Regions from separate parts of the Mus musculus genome. Here region 1 is linked to region 2. A link is a contact called in public HiChIP or PLAC-seq data. All regions are on one chromosome and are shown on one strand. Each heading gives the region's core, a stretch centred on a gene start, on an enhancer-like site or on the middle of the called end of the contact. The rest is flanking DNA. Distances are from core to core; before and after follow the strand shown.

The links. HiChIP or PLAC-seq counts read pairs in DNA pulled down with a chosen protein or histone mark.
Region 1: a contact with region 2 is called in an H3K27ac HiChIP or PLAC-seq map of embryonic stem cells, with 3 times the contacts expected there. The contact joins the enhancer-like site here to the promoter of Rtn4 in region 2. A contact is called at or near these places in 3 of 39 promoter capture datasets (3T3-L1-derived adipocytes, hippocampal neurons and stem cell-derived epiblast-like cells), 5 of 115 datasets of contacts at active chromatin or transcription factors (embryonic forebrain, embryonic stem cells, extraembryonic endoderm stem cells and 1 more) and 2 of 9 other capture datasets (embryonic stem cells and liver).

The regions. Positions count from the first base shown.
Region 1 is chr11:30,753,643-30,756,342 of GRCm38.p6, forward strand. No RefSeq gene overlaps it. Among named protein-coding and RNA genes, the nearest start is that of Psme4, 17 kb to the right of the region's middle. Within about 2 kb of position 1,354, at least 142 of the 459 cell types and tissues checked have an H3K27ac peak or open chromatin away from gene starts, as enhancers often do. A contact at or near this core is called in embryonic stem cells, extraembryonic endoderm stem cells, hippocampal neurons and 2 more, where this site is marked.
Region 2 is chr11:29,691,461-29,694,160 of GRCm38.p6, forward strand. Rtn4 (reticulon 4) reads left to right here and starts at 1,438. Exons shown (of 9, transcript NM_194054.3): 1 at 1,438-2,233. The coding sequence starts at 1,729.

The DNA of each region.
Region 1 (2,700 bases), core at 104-2,603, 1.1 Mb after region 2:
ATGTGGGTAGCATTAAGCTGATGGTTATAAGATCCCACTATACACAAGTACCCAATACAGAGTCAAACATTTGACAACATTTACAACTCAAGGGAAGAATGTAAGAGCCAACGTTAATCTGTAAGCCCCATCTACCCAAAAGCCAGGTAACTTCCTGGGATGCTGGGAATTGTAGTTTTTGGAAAATAACGGTGTCCCATAAGAAATACTGTGGCTGTGTGTTGTTGTCTTTAAAAAGACCCTACAGGACATGCCTCATCACCACTTGCTGGGAGTCCCAGAGAGTAGACCTAACCAGAGTCCATCCTGGTCAGTAATTAATGCTTGCTTCATATTTGGCTCAAAGTCATGGAACTGGTTTTTCTCTTGTGAATCTCAGGATTAATACTTGTCCACATTTTGTGCAAGGTCGTGGTAGTACTTGAGGCATAGGGCCAGTTCCTTGCCCAGTGGTTAGCATTTCCACAATTGGATACGATCTTGGGGATGCTGCTAAGTTCTGCCATTTGTTTATTTAAAGCTTTGCTTATTAAACCTTTTAAATGCTATATTCTCAGATCTCTGAGGTGTTTGAGGGTCATTATTTACTTGTTTTTAGTTGACAACATATACAGAAGTCTATATAAAGGTAGATATAAATTGGTCTCTTCTACCAAGCTTTGTTTCTGTAAATGAATTGTATTTGTATTTAGCATGATTATAACCATAGTTCTGAACACATTAAAGAATTTGATTATTTGTAATGTGACTGATGTGCACATCTTAAGTTATCTTTAAAAGTTTACAAGTTAGCAGTTTTTACAAGATTCAAATTTTATAGTTTTATCCTTGTTAAATTCTAGGCTTCAAAATTTGAATGGAAGATGTTTGTTTGTTTGTATAACATGATTTTAATATTTTTCAACTGTTCATATTCAACAGGCAGAATAATCCTCTTCCGGGTCAAAATCTGGATTATCACTTGAAGGACGTGTCCAGAAGATGTTAGCACTGATCAGTTTTACTATATCAGAATACGCTGATTCAACAATTACACCACGATTAGTTGAAACATACTCAACCAGTTCATTCAGTGGTGCTCTTTTAATTTCTTTGCTCTTCAAGTCTGAAACAGAGTCCATGAAATCAAACAGTACACAGCACTGTTGTAGCTTCTGGCAGAAAAGCTCTTGCTGTTCATTTGAAGTGGCATCTTTGAGCTGGGGCAGGGGGTGCAGCTCTGCCTGGCTGCCCTGGCTGCCCTGGCTGTGGAACTGCGACGAGCCCTGAGAACGCTTCTGCCTCTGTGCCTTGCGCACCGATCAGGTGAAGCCGTCCACAACTGGTGCGAGTGGCGACGGCGACTTCTCGGCGACCCGGGCGCTCGGCCCCTCCCGCAGCGGCTGGGACAGGCACGGCGGGCCTGCGCCCCAGCACCCCGGGCCCAGGCCGCGCCGCCCTCACGCTCCGCAAGCTGCTCTTTACGGGACAGCGCCTCGCTGCCGTGTCCCCGCGCCAGGCAGCCGCCTCTCGGGGCTGGCGGAGGGGAGGGTGGGGGGGGGGCGGTGGCGTGCGGGCCGCACAAGCTGCTGACGCCCGACTACGAGGGCTGACAGAGGTGAGCCCGAGTTGGACCGCTGGAGCGAGCCTCGTGGCCCCTTAGCGCACGGAGTCCGGACAGGTCTTCAGCTGCTGTCGCCCGCGCTGTCCGCCAGCCAGGAGCCTCCTCCATCTCCGGTCTGTGCGAGCCACTGCTCAGCGCTCGCTCGTTCTCATGTCAGCGATGGACCCCTCCTCGCCCGGGGCGGCCACCAGCACCCAGATCCTTGGAGCTTCGCCCTTGCTCAGCCTCCGGCGCCCACAGAGCACACCCTGGGAGCAACTTGAGAGGGTGGCTGGTACTCGGTGCGCATGCCACAGTTCTTAAAGATACAATATAAAGGTCTAGTCCTCTTAAAAACTGATATTACAAACTGTTAAGGATGATAAAAACACAAGTTACACGCTTTTAGGGATGGTTAAGAAATGTAGCTGTCCAGTGGCCACGGAAAACTGGGTCTGATTAGCCTTCTCAGGGCTGGGGGAAGAGCACAATTCCCCTTTTTTTATTTTTTGAAAGATGAGTGGAAAGGGGACACAAAATTTACTTGTACTCTATGATCCCACCTAGGAAATATGGTGACTAGGCGGCCGTGTCTGCTTAGGTCTGGGTCTATATTACTCCTCCTTACCGGTCTAGTAGAACAAGCGAAGCTTGTTGGTGTTTGTTTGGCACTTGTCTCTGTCTTAGGTCGACAGGAGCTCAAGAATGCCAGTTGCCCACCAGCCTTCAAAAGCACACATTTTCCCCATTCAGACCAAAGCCATGAAGGGCATATGAATATGCACTCAATGCATTTCTTCATAGGTATGAATAACTGCCATGGTGAATAACTGAGCTTGCTGAGGGTGATACTGTGTAAAGGCAACCAATCTGCTTAAGATAAAAAGTCAAAGGTTAAAAGCAACAAGATTAAAGTTGTCTGCAGAAATGTCCCAGGTATTCAATTCAGCTGCTAGTTAGCAAAGATCAGACACAAAGTCTGGCCACCAGGTGTATGGGAGGTGGCTTTGAGAATTGATAGAAATCACTTACTTCTCTGGTAAGAGTGGAGAAGTTTTGTTTTTTAAAAAGCCAATTTTTCAGAGTGTAATACACACGCTCAACAATTCCTTGTCTCA
Region 2 (2,700 bases), core at 188-2,687:
ACATGCATTTAAAAGTTTCTACAAGCTGCTTCAAAAAGAATACAAGTGAACTTGATAATATAGTGTACTCATCCCACTATATCCAAAATACTATCAATGCCAACATAAAACCAATGTGAAACAGAAATTATAACATTTCTTATAAATTCTGGGAATGTAGTGTGTATTTTATTCACAGAACACACTTCATTTCAGTGCTCAGGAGCTAAAAGCAGCCAGTTGCTTCAGTACTAGACAGTGCACATGTAGACTGAACAATTGGAATGCAGGCAATCCTCTCTCCAGAGTAGGCATGCAGCCAGTATTTTTGAAAAGTGTATAAGAAAGATAAAGGGACTCTGCAAACCTTGAAGCAAAGTTTTCTATGTTCTACCGTTTTCTTTCTTTCTTTCTTTCTTTCTTTCTTTCTTTCTTTCTTTCTTTCTTTCTTTCTTTTGATTTTTTGAAACAGGGTTTCTCTGTGTAGCTTTGGCTGTCCTAGAATTCACTTTGTAGACCAGGCTGGTCTCGAACTCAGAAATCCACCTGCCTCTGCATCCCAAGTGCTGGGATTAAAGGCATGTGCCACCACACCTGGCTACCGTTTTCTTTAAAGTGTAGCTTTGGGGGGGTGGGGGTGGGGGGGACCGCACATCAGGAGACATGCCATTCCAGCATATCAAACCAGTGAGTGTAGGGCTTCCCGACTCCTAGGAAGCCTGAATCATCCGGGATGTTGACTCATCAGCCTGAGGTGAGTGAAAAATAGTGAACCAATTTTGCCTTCCAAGGCATCTATTTCAACGTTCCTTCCCCCTTCTCCCTTTCTGGTGACTCATTCTCCGTGCACTTTTAGAGTCCAGCAGAATGCAAGGCCGAAAGCATTCTAAACAGTGAGCCCAGAGCTCCGGGTAATCTAGCACAGCTGTTTTGCCTACCTCATTCCAGGCCTGCAGTCTAGAAAGGGAGGGAACTTGAAAGTGTCAAATAAATGTTTTGTTTTTCTTTCTCCTTTTGAGGTGGTGGTAGTTATGCGTTGGGACCATGTCTGAAAATAAGTCTTTTATCTAAAAAAATCCGTAAGACCTAATTCAGTCTTGTTAGTACCTTTCTCCACTTTTTTTTTTTTTTTTCCCTTTTCGGGGAGGAAACTTTCCACTCCTAGGTCCCCAGGATAACGCCCTTCCACAGGCTTCTTGGAAAACTCTCCAAATCCTGGGACCGCAGCCCGCCCCCTTTTGGTAGACTAAAATCCCGCTGTAGGCAAGGCCAAGTCCCCGCCCCATTCCCCAACTACACTAGGTGGGGGTGGATCCCAGCTCCAAACCCCGCCCTCCGAACGCCACCAAGGAAGTATGGCAGGCTCCGCCTGCACCCTATTTCTATTGGACAACCCCGTGATCCATCTTCTCTATCCCGCAGCCTATTGGCTCTCTGTCCCCCGCGCCAGCCAGCCCTCCCCTGCCGGGAAGGTGAGTCACGCCAAACTGGGCGGAGAGTCTGCCCTCCTCTCTCAGTTGCTCATCTGGGCGGCGGCGGCTGCTGCAACTGAGGACAGGGCGGGTGGCGCATCTCGAGCGCGGAGGCAGGAGGAGAAGTCTTATTGTTCCTGGAGCTGTCGCCTTTGCGGGTTCCTCGGCTTGGTTCGGCCAGCCCGGCCTCTGCCAGTCCTGCCCAACCCCCACAACCGCCCGCGGCTCTGAGGAGAAGTGGCCCGCGGCGGCAGTAGCTGCAGCATCATCGCCGACCATGGAAGACATAGACCAGTCGTCGCTGGTCTCCTCGTCCGCGGATAGCCCGCCCCGGCCCCCGCCCGCTTTCAAGTACCAGTTCGTGACGGAGCCCGAGGACGAGGAGGACGAGGAAGACGAGGAGGAGGAGGAGGACGACGAGGACCTGGAGGAATTGGAGGTGCTGGAGAGGAAGCCCGCAGCCGGGCTGTCCGCGGCTCCGGTGCCCCCCGCCGCCGCACCGCTGCTGGACTTCAGCAGCGACTCGGTGCCCCCCGCGCCCCGCGGGCCGCTGCCGGCCGCGCCCCCCACCGCCCCTGAGAGGCAGCCGTCCTGGGAACGCAGCCCCGCGGCGTCCGCGCCATCCCTGCCGCCCGCTGCCGCAGTCCTGCCCTCCAAGCTCCCGGAGGACGACGAGCCTCCAGCGCGGCCTCCGGCGCCAGCCGGCGCGAGCCCCCTAGCGGAGCCCGCCGCGCCCCCTTCCACGCCGGCCGCGCCCAAGCGCAGGGGCTCGGGCTCAGTGGGTGAGTGCTGCTGCGCGTTACGCCCCTCCCTCTTTTGTGTCTTGGCCCGGGGGAGGAGGGGACGGGCAGGGCTGCTCGGGACCCTAGGGCTTTGTCTACGAGTGGCAGGGTGATGGCGCCCCCGCTGGCGGGAGGCGGGCAGAAGGGTGGGGCGGCCTCGGAAGCCTGGGTGCCTTCATTGTTTGTCGGGGTTTCGGGGAGCACGTGCACCGCTGCCAAGTCGCTGGTTCCCATTCCAGCACGAAGTTCTCGCCTATCAGCAGCTAGGAGTGTGTTGAAGAACTAGGATGGTGGATTCCTTGGGCTGGGCTGGGCTGGGCTGGGCTGGGCTGGGCTGGGCTGGGCTTGGAGGTGGGAATGGGAAGGCTGTGGTGCCCTAATCCCTTTATTTAAAGGATGGGCGTTTGTCGACCACTCTACAGTTTTTTTATTTTTTAGGGCCTGCCTTCCTTCCTGCCGGGCGTCGG